3 separate regions of the Mus musculus genome follow, and all the other regions are linked to region 2. Evidence: chromatin contacts called from public Hi-C and HiChIP or PLAC-seq data. All regions are on one chromosome and are shown on one strand. Each heading gives the region's core, a stretch centred on a gene start, on an enhancer-like site or on the middle of the called end of the contact. The rest is flanking DNA. Distances are from core to core; before and after follow the strand shown.

What was found. A called contact is a pair of places that touch in the nucleus more often than the background predicts. HiChIP or PLAC-seq counts read pairs in DNA pulled down with a chosen protein or histone mark.
Region 1: a contact with region 2 is called in a Hi-C map of embryonic stem cells, with 13 times the contacts expected there. The contact joins the promoter of 1110002J07Rik here to the promoter of Zfp365 in region 2. A contact is called at or near these places in 4 of 39 promoter capture datasets (cranial neural crest and embryonic stem cells), 10 of 484 Hi-C or Micro-C datasets (the C2C12 cell line, the G1E-ER4 cell line, the N1E-115 cell line and 4 more), 5 of 115 datasets of contacts at active chromatin or transcription factors (embryonic stem cells, pancreatic cancer cells and stem cell-derived neural progenitor cells) and 1 of 9 other capture datasets (adipose tissue).
Region 3: a contact with region 2 is called in an H3K4me3 HiChIP or PLAC-seq map of forebrain, with 4 times the contacts expected there. The contact joins the enhancer-like site here to the promoter of Zfp365 in region 2. A contact is called at or near these places in 7 of 39 promoter capture datasets (the C10 cell line, embryonic stem cells, hippocampal neurons and 2 more), 2 of 15 datasets of contacts at CTCF or cohesin (embryonic stem cells and stem cell-derived epiblast-like cells), 15 of 484 Hi-C or Micro-C datasets (bone marrow-derived macrophages, cerebral cortex, differentiating embryonic stem cells and 1 more), 7 of 115 datasets of contacts at active chromatin or transcription factors (embryonic forebrain, embryonic hindbrain, embryonic stem cells and 3 more) and 3 of 9 other capture datasets (adipose tissue, embryonic stem cells and liver).

Annotation. Positions count from the first base shown.
Region 1 is chr10:66,917,744-66,922,098 of GRCm38.p6, forward strand. 1110002J07Rik (RIKEN cDNA 1110002J07 gene) reads right to left here and starts at 2,641. Exons shown (of 5, transcript NR_138561.1): 1 at 2,427-2,641; 2 at 636-646; 3 at 1-87.
Region 2 is chr10:67,909,718-67,914,414 of GRCm38.p6, forward strand. Zfp365 (zinc finger protein 365) reads right to left here and starts at 2,945. Exons shown (of 5, transcript NM_178679.2): 1 at 2,654-2,945; 2 at 1-242. The coding sequence starts at 229.
Region 3 is chr10:67,318,879-67,323,044 of GRCm38.p6, forward strand. No RefSeq gene overlaps it. Among named protein-coding and RNA genes, the nearest start is that of Gm46229, 17 kb to the left of the region's middle. Within about 2 kb of position 1,728, at least 20 of the 459 cell types and tissues checked have an H3K27ac peak or open chromatin away from gene starts, as enhancers often do. A contact at or near this core is called in cerebral cortex, forebrain and hippocampal neurons, where this site is marked.

The sequences.
Region 1 (4,355 bases), core at 1,391-3,890, 990 kb before region 2:
CTAGAGAAGGAGCTTGCAGCGACATCCTCATCTTCAAAGGCCACTCCCAGTGACATGCTTCCTCTAACATGGCTACACCCTCTAGTCCTGTCAAATAGCACCATTCCCTGGTGACCAAGCATTCAAATCTCTGAGCCTATGGAGTCATTCTCCTTCAAACAACCTTGAACTTCTGCTCCTCCACACCCAGGCTGTGCACTCAGGTTAAATGCAGTATTGGGGATGAATCCCAGGGTTGCATACACTCTCCCAGCCCCCAGCAACCAACTTGCAAGTTGAGTTCCGTCCTCAGATCCCATCAACTGCTTGGTTAGGCCCCAAGGTTTGTTTTTATTATTGTTATTACTACTATTGTCATTATAGTTAGGGTTGTTTAGGTTTTTGTTTTTTAGATTTGTTTAGTTTTATGTATATGAGTGCTCTTTCTGCATGTATACCTGCCTGACTGAAGAGGGCGTCAGGTCCCATTACAGATGACTGTGATTGCTGAGAATTGACCTCAGGACCTTTGGGAAAGTGGCCTGTGTTCTTAACTGCTGAGCCATCTCTCCAGCCCTATAGTTAGGGTTTCTATTTTTGCAATGAAACACCAAGACCAAAAAACAAGTTAGGAAGAAAGGATTTATTTGTCTTACCTTCCACATCACTGTTCATCATCGAAGAAAGTCAGGACAGGAACTCAAACAGGGCAGGAACCCAGAGGCAGGAGCTGATGCAGAGGCCATGGAGGGGTGCTGCTTGCTGGCTTGCTCATCATGGCTTGCTCACCTTGCTTTCTTATAGAACTCAGGACCATCAGCCCAGGGTTAGAACACAGTGGGCTGGGCCCTCCCCCACTGATCACTAACTAAGGAAATCCCCTATAGCTGGATCTCATGGAGGCATTTCCTCAATAGAAATTCCCTCCTTTCAGATGACTCTAGCTTGTGTCAAGTTGACCTAAGACTAGTTCAGGGCACTTACCAATATTTAAAAGCATAAAAAGAGAACGATGTCTACTCCACCCTAGGGACCCTCAACTCTAGTAGCAACTGGCTTGAGCTGTTTGATGAAGGATGAAGGTAAGGCATGAATGCTTTCCAACTGGGATGCAAGGTCAAATGTCATTAATTACGTCCCCTGATAATATGGCTGGCTGGTCCAAGAGGTCTGGAGTGGGGGTGGGGTGGAGGTGGAGTTAGACCTTCACACACCCAGTCACCCCAGGAATGTCAAGGATGGATCACACATAGATGAGGTGAGGAAGTCATGCCTGGAATGGTGAGGATGGATCACATATAAATCAAACTGTTAGGTCTCAAACCCAAGACAAACAGCTAACAGAGGTTACTATTACCATATCAAAGCTGACCCTGGCCACCAAGTTTTCCCACCATCCCTGAGTCTCTACCCATTCCAGGGTCCTCCTGGCTGGCATACTCCACCCCATACCCTAAACTTCTCCAGCCACGAGGCTGGACTGGGTTTTCCCTTCCCCCAGCCTCTCTGGCTCCTATACAATTCAGCCATTTCGGTTACATTATCTCTTAGCCCAGGCTACCCCTCTTTGTTAGTGTCTCCTTTCTTGCTTTCCCTGCCTCTCTCTCTCCACATAGTCCAGCTCAGTCTGGCAATGTTCACTCTGCACTCTCCCAGATGCCTCTTTTTGTCCATATTCTGTATTCTCTCTTATGTCTGTCACAAACCTTCTCCTCCACCATACCTAAGAACATCCTGAGCTCCTCCCATTTCTTTCTCTTTTTTTCCATCCATAAATCATCCCCAGAATGGTGAAGATGTGTACGGTTAGCACTCTGTCTAAATTCCATCTTACAATTACCTGGCAACAGCCAGGTAGGCCTGGCCCACTACAAAAGGGGCTGCTTGCCCCCTCCTCCCTCTCTTACTCCTTCCCGGCTTGCTTCTCTCGTGCCCTCTTGGGCTCTTCCCTTCCCCCTTCCCTTCTCCCTCTCTCCCTGTGGTCATGGCCGGCCTCTACTTCTCTGCTCTCTCTCTCTCTCTCTCTCTGCCTTTCTCTGCCTCTACTATCCACTTAACTCCTCTCCCCATGCCCTGAATAAATTCTATTCTATACAATATAATAGTATAGAATGTGGCTGGTCCTTCAGGGAGAAAGGATGCATTGGCATGGGCCCACTGAGGCACCCCCCCCTCACCACACCCCCATAGAACATGTTCTTATACCTCTTTGTCTTTTTATAATCACATTGTGTGCCACACAGATGAGGTCACCCCAGGAATGGAGGGTAGATCACATATAGATGAGGTTACCCCAGAAATGATAAGGATGTATCTCACATGGATGAGGTTACTCCAGGAATGGTGAAGATGCATCACACATCGATGAGATCACCCCAGGAATGGTGAGAATAGATCACACACCCAGTCACTCCAGGTAAGGACGAGTTACACAGAGATGAACTCACCCTGGAAATGGTGAACGTGAGCCCCCTACAGAGAGGGTTAGGGCATTTGCTGAAAATCCCTGCCACCGAGATCAGAGAAAACGGAAAAGGTTAAATACGGAAGAGACCTTCAAAGGTCACCTCCCTCTTTGCATGGAAGAGGAAGCCAAGGTCCCAGAAGGCTGCGTATCTCTCACAGAGTGCATTTACAGAAAAACCCAACCCAAGACTGCAGGCGCCTTCCACTGAAGTAACAGAAATGGGAAGGGGAAAAAAAAAAAAAAAAAAAAAACACTGAGTGAGTCAGGCGAGCGGGGGACACGGTCTCCCTTCCCCCTACCTCGGGGTGGTGGCAGGCAGCCAACTGGAGCTTGCTGCATATTTAATTTAAACCTTTGTCTGCCCTGGCAAGGACAAAGTACAATCTGTTTTATGTAAAAAGTCTTCCCTGAGGAAAGCCTCAGCCTCCAGCTGCGAAACTGATTGATGTTCTTAACTCCTCCCCCCCCCCCCCCCAGCCTCTGTGGGGATCCGAGGTTGCAGTTTCCAAAAAAAGAGTTGGGGGGGGGGGGAGGAAAGCACTCCAAACAAACAAGCAAAACAAAATTTCTTGCTTTTATTGTGTTACTCTCAATCTAGGAGAATTAGCCTGAAACTAGAGGGAGAAGCCTACAAATAAAGCCTATATTTTACAAGCCGATTTCAGAGCCCCAGATGGGAGGGGCTGGGACAGCAAGCTGCCGCGGGAGGCTGGAGTCTCGTCTAGGAGCTTTGTCTACAAGCTCCTTCTGCCTTGCCTTAGATGGCCTAATCTAATCAATACAGATACCAAAACGTCCTAAAGATGCCTTAAAGTGAAGCCTTCGTGTCAAGGAACATCACCGTTGGAAATGGTCACCGAACGTGAGATGGAGATTAGGAGTCACCTTGTTTTGAGAGCTCTGTGGATTTCCGGGTAGCCTGTTTCAGAGACCCTGATTTGGGAGATCATATGTCTTGCAAAACCAAGGCGTGCATTGTTGCAACTCAGTTTGGGGTCACCTCCAAGTGTTCCTGGACCTTCTAGACTTCTGCCTTAGACTGAAGCACTTAGTGACCTCAGTCTCAGCTGGCGCTCAGTGTTCAAAGGTTAGCGTCGAGGTGCGCTGAGGAGACCCAAAGGGGGCGGAACCACCCTGCATAGCATTAGACTTTTAACTCTGCTCCCGCCCTCGGTCCCCTGTATCAGATTGGTTGGAAGGAGAGCGTGGGTTAAGGGGGCATGGACCTGCCTTCCCCTTTCTGGTTCAGGAGCCAAACTTCATCTTGGAGTCAGAACAAAGCCATGGCCGGATCACACTAAGGAGCTCCAGCCTGTTTTGGGACAGAGCCAGGACCCAGAAACCATTGCCATGAGCCACCAGCTGGCTGCGGTCCCGGAAAACTTGTGCAGCTGCCGCACAGGCCAGACTGGGCCTGCACACTGTCACAGTGCCAGGCCCTCCATTAAGGCCCCCGTCTCCGCTCACACCCAACTTGCCCCGCGTACTTTGGCATCCTCCTGCCTTGAGGTGTGCCCTGGGATTACAGGGGAGACTTCAGAACCACCGAGTGACCTGCCTCCTCTTATCTTTCTGGGAATTACACAGTTGTTCTGGAACCCCTTGGAGAGGTCAAGGTAGATGGCTCCAGTCGCTGGTCTGATGAAAATGGAGGATTGAATCATTTCCCTTAACTCTGTGTGGTCTAATTTAAGTGCCTGTCATTAGTACTTCTAAGGAGAACACAGGCGCCCTAGCCCTGAAAACTGAAATCCCTCTCCGAAGGCCCTAATGATGGGGACAAAAAAAAAATCAATGAATGGCCACATTCACAGCTGTTTCCAGAAGTGTTTCCTGCTTTCTTGGACATTAAGCTCCAGTAATAAAGTTAACAACAGTACAATCATCCCGAGAAAAGGTCAAAGAAGAG
Region 2 (4,697 bases), core at 1,695-4,194:
AGGACCTGAGAAGCTCTGTGTCCTTGAGAGAGGGCAGGAGGCTGCATTTTGTCAGGAGGGTCCGCTCTTCGTAGCTGTGACTGAATTCCAGATGGGCCCTCAAGGATGACAAGCTTCTAAATCTGGTATGGTCTCCACACCTCGGGCAGCGGAATGGCAGGCACACAGCGACATTCTCCAGCGAGTCCTGCCAATGGTACCGGCTTTCCTCAAAAGTCGTCTGTTGCATCACTCTGAAAGTCCTGGGAGGGAGAGAAGACCCCAGTTTACAGGTCTGTCAGAAGCTATTGAACTGACACTGACTGATAATCATGGCTGCCCTTAGGTGACTTTTTTTTTTTAATTGGCAAAGTAACGGGTTTCACTGAGTCAGTTTCAAGCTTACATTTTTCTACAGGTTCTCTTCCCCAGCACTTTACTACATCTCTCTGTCTGCCTTTCTAGTTGGTCCCCTTTCCTCCCATCCCAATATACACCTCTACTTTCAAGTCACATATATTCTATTACCCTCCCCCTTTCTTTCCTTAAGAGACCTGTTTATCCAGTGTTCCTCTTACATGCCCTGAATCACCCGAAAAAAATGCATACACACACACACACACACACACACACCAAAATAGAAGTTAAATTCTAAGATCACTATTTGAGAGGAAACAACACAATACTTGTCTTCTGAGTCTCGCTTATTTCATTTAACATGGTGTCCAGTTCCATTCATTTTCCTGCAAATACCAAGCAGATGGTATTTTCCTTAACCGCTGAATAAAATTCCATTTTATATTTGCACCATGTTTTCGTTATCTGTGCTTATGCTGATGGGCGGGCATCTAGGCTGGCTCGAATGCTTAGCTACTGTGAACAGTGCAACAATAAATATGGATGAGAAAGTATCTCCGTAATAGAATATAGAGTCCTTTGGGGATATGCCCAGGAGTGGTATAGCTGGGTCATATGATATTTCTATTTTCAGTCTCCTGAAAAACCTCCAGGCTAATTTCCATAGTGACTACATCAGCTCAGCCTTCTTGGGTTAAAGCAACTATTTCATATATAATATTTAATGTTGATTTTTATGTGGAAATTGAAACCTAAACCCCTTTGTCAAAGGCAGCTACATCTACTCTCTTCTGTATCATCTGATGCTTCTACTGTATGGTATTTCTGCAGGGTGGGATACAGATGCTAGGGCCTGAATTTCTAATCCAGCAACAGCCTAGCTTAGCAAAGGTGGCTAACGCTCATATGCAGATGAAAAGCTAGAGAGAGGAGGTGAAATAATAAAGCCCCGGAGAGGAAGGAGAGTGGTCCAGAGACAGAACTCAAGTTTATTGCCCTCCTGAATTTGGCATGCTACATAGACACGGGTCGCACATAAATTGTGAGTCCATTGGCAGTCTCTTTTCAAGTCTGTGAAGGATGGATCAAACTAAGCACAGTGGCTTTAAACACATCAAGAGCTGAATATTCTTCAACCAAATGTTTTTTTAGATTTTTTTTTTAATAAATAGCATTCCTTATTTACTCTGTGAGTGACTCTGTCTGTGTGTGTGTAGGCTGGGGAAAACTTGTGTGAATGGGTTCTCTCCTTCCATCATGTGTGTCCTGGGGATTGAACTTGATTCATCAGGTTTAGTGACACGCGTCTGCTTGTCATCTTGGTTTGTTCATGCCGTTAATATTTTTAGTTACTGGTATGATGACATACATCAAAGCGTTAACATAACAATAACGATCTTTTGAAATTTGGAAACCCGAAGTGTCCGGTATTATTTGATATAAACAGGGCCGTGGCCAAGATCCTAAGCTAATAGAATGTTCTGGGTGGATGCGCCTTGCCTCTGATGCTGTTTTTAGCGCGACAACTTCTAGAGTGTTGGAACCAGGTGGGCGTCAGCATAACTCCTCCATAAACAGGAAGTTCTTGTTGCCTCTGCATCTTTATCCCCTTTGCCCTAGCAACAGATGACTCTTACAACCCAATTTTGCAAGGGTCGTGGTACTTATTTCCTCCAAGAATGGCAACAAGGAGCACTGGGTCCCACAGGGAAGGAGCCCGGATCTTAGGGTGCATCTTAGAGTGAAGTGTCTGTGTTACACCCTTATCTGCCTCCAGATGCTGAGATAGAAATGGTGCCTGATCCGCCAGGCAGGCACATTTTCCAGGTTACTAAAGTCTCTGGACCCCAGCAAAGGAGAACCTTCCTGTGCTGCGCTGGGTTGGTCAATAGGATGCAAACCCTGGCCCAGCCTAGGGCTGAAGATGCTTGCAATGGAGTGCAGGGATAAGAAGAGAGGATTCTATAGCAGCAGTGGGGGGGGGGATGTTTGGATGGGGGAGACGAGATATACCACCCACCCCCAGCAAAAGGCTTTCATCCGCCCAGCGGAAACCTAGGGCACAGGTTAGCAAAAAGGGTTTCGATTTCCTGTGCAGAGCTGGGCAGGCTGGGCAGCACCTGCGTGGGGGTCCCGGCTTTCCTAGCCCCCGCTCCCGCTGGTGACTGCGTGGATTCGTGCTCACGCGAGTTCGTGCAAGTGGCTGTGGGGAAGCCAACGGTCCCGACTCCCCAGGATGCTGCGCATCCGGGACCACCTCCCCGCGTGTCGGCGGAGCAGGGGGCGCGGGCGCACGGCTCCAGCCGAGCCCACTTACCGGACTTGTTGCTGCCGCTGCAGCCGCCGGTGCTGATGCTGCGGGAGCCGTGCGAGCGGTTTTCAGCAGAGCCGTAAATCAGGCTGAGCCGGGTCGGCTCCCACGCGGGACGAGCGGCGACCGGGGCGGAGCGTGGCGCGGGCGGGACACGGGGGCGGCGCCCGGGGACGCGAGGCTGGTGCTCCGGCCCCGGGCAGCCACCCCTGGGTCCACCCCATCGGGGCCCCTCTAGCGGGAGATCCTGGGCCTTTCCCTTCACTCCAGCTCAGGATTCCGCTGACATCACGGGGAGGGATGCAGGATGGTCCCTGGGGAGGGAGGCGGGGACACGTGCCAGTCTTGCCCAGCCTAGTCTTGCTACAGGCCCAGGCAAGTGCTCCCAGTTGCAGGGGCGGCGAAAGTGGGCGTGAAGATGGAGCCTAGCTGGCTAGCCCCTGGAAAGAGCTGCCAGCAGGAAGGCTCTGATATTTATTTATATTAGAACTTCATCCAGGCAACCTGGCGGGGGGGGGGGGGGGGCACAGGACCAGCTTACTCCAGCCGTGGAAGGTAGTAGTGTCCTGGGACTAAGTTAAACAAAACTAAAGATAATAAAAGTGTAGAAGTTAAGAAACATAAATGCCAAACCCTGAGGCCTCCTCACTGAGAGGATGCCCCCAACACTAGTCTCTCAGTGGAGGAAAGATTTAGCTTCTGAGAAATCTCATTTCCTAATTGAAATTTCGGGATGTGTGTGTGTGTGTGTGTGTGTGTGTGTGTGTGTGTGTGTGTGTGTGTGTGTGTGTGTGTGTGTGTGTGTGTTATTTTGTTAAACCTGCTTTTAAGGGGCTGGAGAGATGGCTTAGCAGTTCAGAGCACATACTGCTCTTGCAAAGGACCTACACTGCTCGAATCAGCTGCTGGGCTGTCGTCAACGTTCTTTCACTGATATTCATACTAAGACTTTGATGACAGGTGCACGCCTGTAAAATTCAGGAAAGCAGTACCAGAGAGTGACTCCTACAAAACGGGGGTTGGCAGCTGCGCAGAGGCTTGCTCTCTCAGAAAATGTTATGCTTCTTGCGGTCACTATCTTAGGTCACTCTCTAAATTGAGCACGTTTATTCCAACTGTTTATTAAGCTGAAAAAAAAAGTTTGGTCTGAGTGTGCATTGCACACAACCAAGAGTCAGGGTGCACCCATCATCTTGAACAGCAGGAAGCTAATTCTGACTACCTTTGGGGCAGGATGCTAAGTATGACCTGGGAGAGTCAAGGGACCCAACGTCTAGAACTCAGCCCTCTCCCAACACTGAGGCAACTTGTTTGCCTTGCTTGGTCCCGAAATGTCTCCACTTCAGGTGAAGCGCGAAGACTTCCTAGGGCCATTTTTTTCTAACAATGGCATAAATATTATCACATTCTTCATTAAACCATATTTTACATTTATCAATACAATTTCCATATTAAATTGCATCGTGACAGAATGATTCGATAAAGAATGATTTTAGATGAAAGTAAAGGAGGGAAATCTTTTCAGGTGCAAAAGAAAAAGAATAACTCTTCCTTAAGAATACCTTTTTAAAGCTCACCTCTAAGTAGGCCAGTGTGACAGATGTCAGTGAAAAGCCATGGCTACTTCACAATGAGCTGAGGGTCGGTGACTTTAAAACAAAGCCAACACCTACAACCAGAGCCACAAGGGAGTAAGGCATGTTGGGTTTTCCTGGATGCATATGTAGTTCTGGCTACTTCAATACACAAAATGTTGTATTAACATATCCACAATCAAAGAAAAAACAATGACAGAGTTGAAACAAACAAAACAACAACAAAAACCACTTTATATCCTCTCTCATGACTTGTGCCCTTCTGACTGTATTCCATCCTAACCACCCAGTATTACTCTCCTTTGGGTCCCCTTTTTGGAATACTGAACCCACTGTGAACAATGTCTTGGGGGACTATGGGAGGGACTCCAGGAGAAAAGGCAGATCGTCATTTACCTCAAGGGCATCTTGTTCCCTGGATTGTTCTGGGACGTGATTCCATGCCCACTGTGACA
Region 3 (4,166 bases), core at 478-2,977, 590 kb before region 2:
TGTTGCAAAGGAAATGTCCTAAGTGGCTGGGGTGGGTGAGGCGCTTACCACAGCCGAGGCAGGTTTTACTTCATGGAAGCATTATTCGCACTCTATGTTTAATTAGACTATGCCTTCATTTGTGCAGACATAAGCACACGCGTGCAGGCGTGTGCAGGTGTGCTGACCCGAGCACGGACACCTGGAGATCAGAAGCGGACCCTGGTGTCTTCCTCCCTCCCTCCCTTCCTCGACCCTAAGTTACTTAGTCATTCTTTGAAAAGTTTATTTATGTGTGTGCATATGTGCATGCTCGTTTGTGTGCTCGCCCTGTGTGTTCAGTGCACACAGAGACCAGAAGAGGGCATCGGATCCCCTGGAACTGGAGTTAGAGACACTTGTCAGCTGAACAGTGTTGGGAATCACCTGGTCCCCTGCAGGGACAGCAGGTGCTCTAAGCCACCAAGCCATCTCTATAACCCCTCTTCTCTCTCTCCTTCCTTCCTTTTTTTTATTTAGATATTTTTATTTATTTGTGTGTGGGGGTTAGCGGGTGCATCTGGGCAGGTGCATGCACACATGCATTATCTGGAAGACAAAGGACAGCTTTGGGGTGGGGGGCTCAGTTCTTATCTTGCACCATATGCTTGCTGCCTGGGGAGTGATAGCAGCAGGCCATCAGGCATGGTGGGCAGGCACTGAGCCCCTGAGCCATCTTGGTGGCTTTAACTTCTGAGTGCAGCCTCTTACGGAAGCTGGAGTTTAGTGTGGCAGTTAGAGCAGCCACCAGTCAACCTCCTGGGAGCCAGCTGTCTCTGCTTTCTGCTAAGGCTAGTGCCTGGGTTACAGACACACGCCTTCATGCAGTGTCTTTGTGGGGATGCTGGGGCGCCAAGCTCAGGTCCTCTTGCTTGCGTAGCAAGCGCAGTATGTGTGGAGGAGTCATCAGCCGAGGTGTGTTTTAAAGAGAAGTTACATGAACTTTGGTCTGCCTGGTCATTGCTCACTCACTCGCTGGTCAGGCCTTTCAAAGTTTCCTCAGGGCCTTCTCGCTCCCCCAAATCCCACAGGCTTTGAACACTCATCATAGCTGCAACTATCTTATTTTAGACCGTCCAATATAAACTGTTGAATTTACCATTCCTTGTCTTAATGTCGTTGGCAGATTCGTAAGGTCTGGTCATGCACGGGATTGTAGGTGGTTTCATTCTTTGTCCACCAGAGAACACTTCAGTTGTGTGGAAGGCATGCCTTTCTGTCATGAGCTGACTGGGCAGGTGGCGGGGGCTGGGGGGAGGGTTGGGGAGGGAGGGCTGGGGGGTGGGTTGGCTTCAACGAGGTTTTGCTTATAACAAATATGTAGTCCCTGCAGTTGATGCAGTAATGGCTGTTGGATAACTGACATGTCACAGAAAACAAAGGACGACATAAGTGTCAGTGCTGGGAGCCAGAAAAGTGACAGCTTTCCTGTGTCTGTTGCTGCAACCGCTCTGGGCTGGGGCCGGCCGCCACATTTAAGAGGCCTGCGAGTTTCCTTGAAAGGAGCGGGGTTGTGAATGGAGCCAGCGGTGTGGATGCGGCTCCAGCAATACCCGAGCTTCCAGTGTGGAATCTGAGTGGGAGGGAAGCATCTCATTGCTATTTACCTGCAGAACTCGGCCTTTGACACCCGCGATGAGCCAGCGCTTTTGACTGTCGCCCCCTGAGGAGGCGGCATTCCTCAGCCCACACTCTGCTCCGCGCTCTGACTTCCCTGAGCATGCTTTGTATCCCTATCTTTTTTTAAAATCCAGACTCTGCATTTTGAGGGAAGCACCAATCCAGGGCTTTGCTTTGCTTTTTTTTTTTTTTTTTTTTTTTTTTTTTTTTTTTGTCATTGCAGGGAGACCCACAGAGCCACCCACACAGGGATGTCCTCAAAGGGAGTCAGAGATGCTGAATCCTTTGAAGAAGCAGTGGGGAGACAAAAGGGATTCCCCCATGTGCCTGTGTGCCTGCACATTCTTCCTTTCCCACCACTCTATACAGAACTCACAGACAGACGAATGTCTATTTGTAGGTCCCAGGCACTGGCAGATAATAAGGGAGTGAGACTTTGCAGCATCTCTGGCCTCTGGTTTCAAGGCATGGCGGAGTTTGGTCGGCTTGCAAGGATGTAGCGATGAATCTGTGAAAACATTGAGCGTGGTTGACAACTAGAGGAGGCCGGGCTCGCTACTAAGGCCGTGTCTCTTGCATCATCGTCAGCTCCTTCAGATAACCCATGGTTCAGAAAGCCTGCTCTCTGAAACACAGTAGTCAAGGCAGCAGTCAGGGCGGGTACCAGCTTCACCCACACAGCAGATAGATGTCAGTCAGGAGACTTCTGTCACTGGCTGCTGCTGCTGTCTTCTGACTGAGGGGAGACGTGAATCAGAAATCTCTGACAGAGAAGGCCTGCTTTTGGAGGGTCTCTCAGAATCCAGAAAGCCCGTGGTAGGTCTGTCAGGGCCTCCATGGCCTGGGTGAGATATTATGGTTCTTCTGAAGTCAACCTGTCAGGTGGCCTGTGACCCCTAGGCCTTGTAGGAACCAGTTCTCCCAGGAGGTGAGATTCTAAGGGGAAGCTGTGGCTCTTGTGGGATTCTGGCAAGCCAGCCCATGTCCTCCTGGCTCCCCTCTCTTAAAAGCCTCTGCCACACAGGCTGAGACAATGGGAGGCTCAACCCACATGCCCAGCAGCTGCCCCCAACCTAGCAAGGTGCTGGGAGAATCCCCCAGGGCCCTGTTGGAAAGTTTCACTGCTCTGGCAGGCCCCAACACTAGCTTGGGAGAGGTTAGGCCAGTCCCAGGGGGCTCTCCATCAGTAAGCAGAACTGTCTCCACTTGTTAACTCTTATATCTTACTTCTCTATGAGCCCCCCATACCGATTCCCCCGCCCCCAATGCTTGGCTGACATGTTTTCTACATTTGTGTCCAACTCACTTGAAAATTCAAGATTTCCTTGCTTACAGACTGTAAGGACTCTGGGCTCCCGAGTGGAACGACAAATCAGAAGGGTTTTTCCATTCTTACAGGAATCCTTTAAAAGATCTTTTCTAGCTCCTACTGTTTCTCCCTACCTCCTCCCCTTCTTCCTCCCCTTCCTCCTCCTCACCCTTCTCTTCCTCCTCCTTTCCATCTACTCTCTGTCTTCCCTTTCCCTTCTTTCTCTTTTCCCTCCTCCCCTTCCTCCTCCCCACCTTCTTCTCCTTCCTCTTCCCCACCCTCTTCCACTTCCTCCTCCCCACCCTCTTCCCCTTTCTCCTTCTCACCCTCCTCCCCACTCTCCTGCTCTCCCTCTGCCTTTCCATTTACTCTCTGTCTTCCCTTTCCCTTCTTTCTCTTTTCCCTCCTCCCCTTCCTCCTCCCCACCTTCTTCCCCTCCCTCACCCTTTCCATTTACTCTCTCTCTTCCCTTTCCCCTCCTCCCCCTCCTTTTTCCTCTGCCTTCTTTTCTTCCTGGTAGTCTCTTGGGTTCATAGATGTTCTCTATGAGTCTTGGCAGCTAATGGGCTCCACCACTCATGCTGAGCATCTTCCTCTCGCCTTCCCCCTGCCCCTCATCGGACCCTGGGCTACCCAGGTGATTGGCCCTGACTCAGTCTTCCATGCTATGGACTATGGATAGCAACGCCGTATTCTCCAAATGTCTTTCTTCCTCAGCTTTGTCTTTGTTGTTGCTGACTGCTGGCAAAAGCCTAGCGAATGAAGAGCCCTGGAGTTGGCCTTAGCAGAGGGGAGACAGAGCTGAGCCTCAGCCAGTGCCAGCGGATGAACTCATGCTAAGGGAAGAGGCCATATGGACGGACGGTGAGGGAGCTGCACCTCCTTCTCACAGAAGACAATCGCTGGCATGCATTGTGACATCTCATGGGTCCAACTAAGGCAGAGGTTGGGGGGAAACGATGAGACAAGGCCTTTACCTAAACGCAGCTGAACGACGTTGAGGCAACCTTTGGAGGTCTGACCAGGGCAAGTCGCTCACATACTTCAGTTTGCGCTAAGCACCTAAATATGTGGGAGGAGATCAATCTACCTATCTCTGCATTTCTACCATGTCTCACCAGAGAACACAGGTGTTCAGACTGTACCCGAAACCCTGGCAGGGGGCCAGGCTAAACATCGAAGCAGTGTCTGGGCAGGCGAGGCTCAGCCCTTGCCCAGG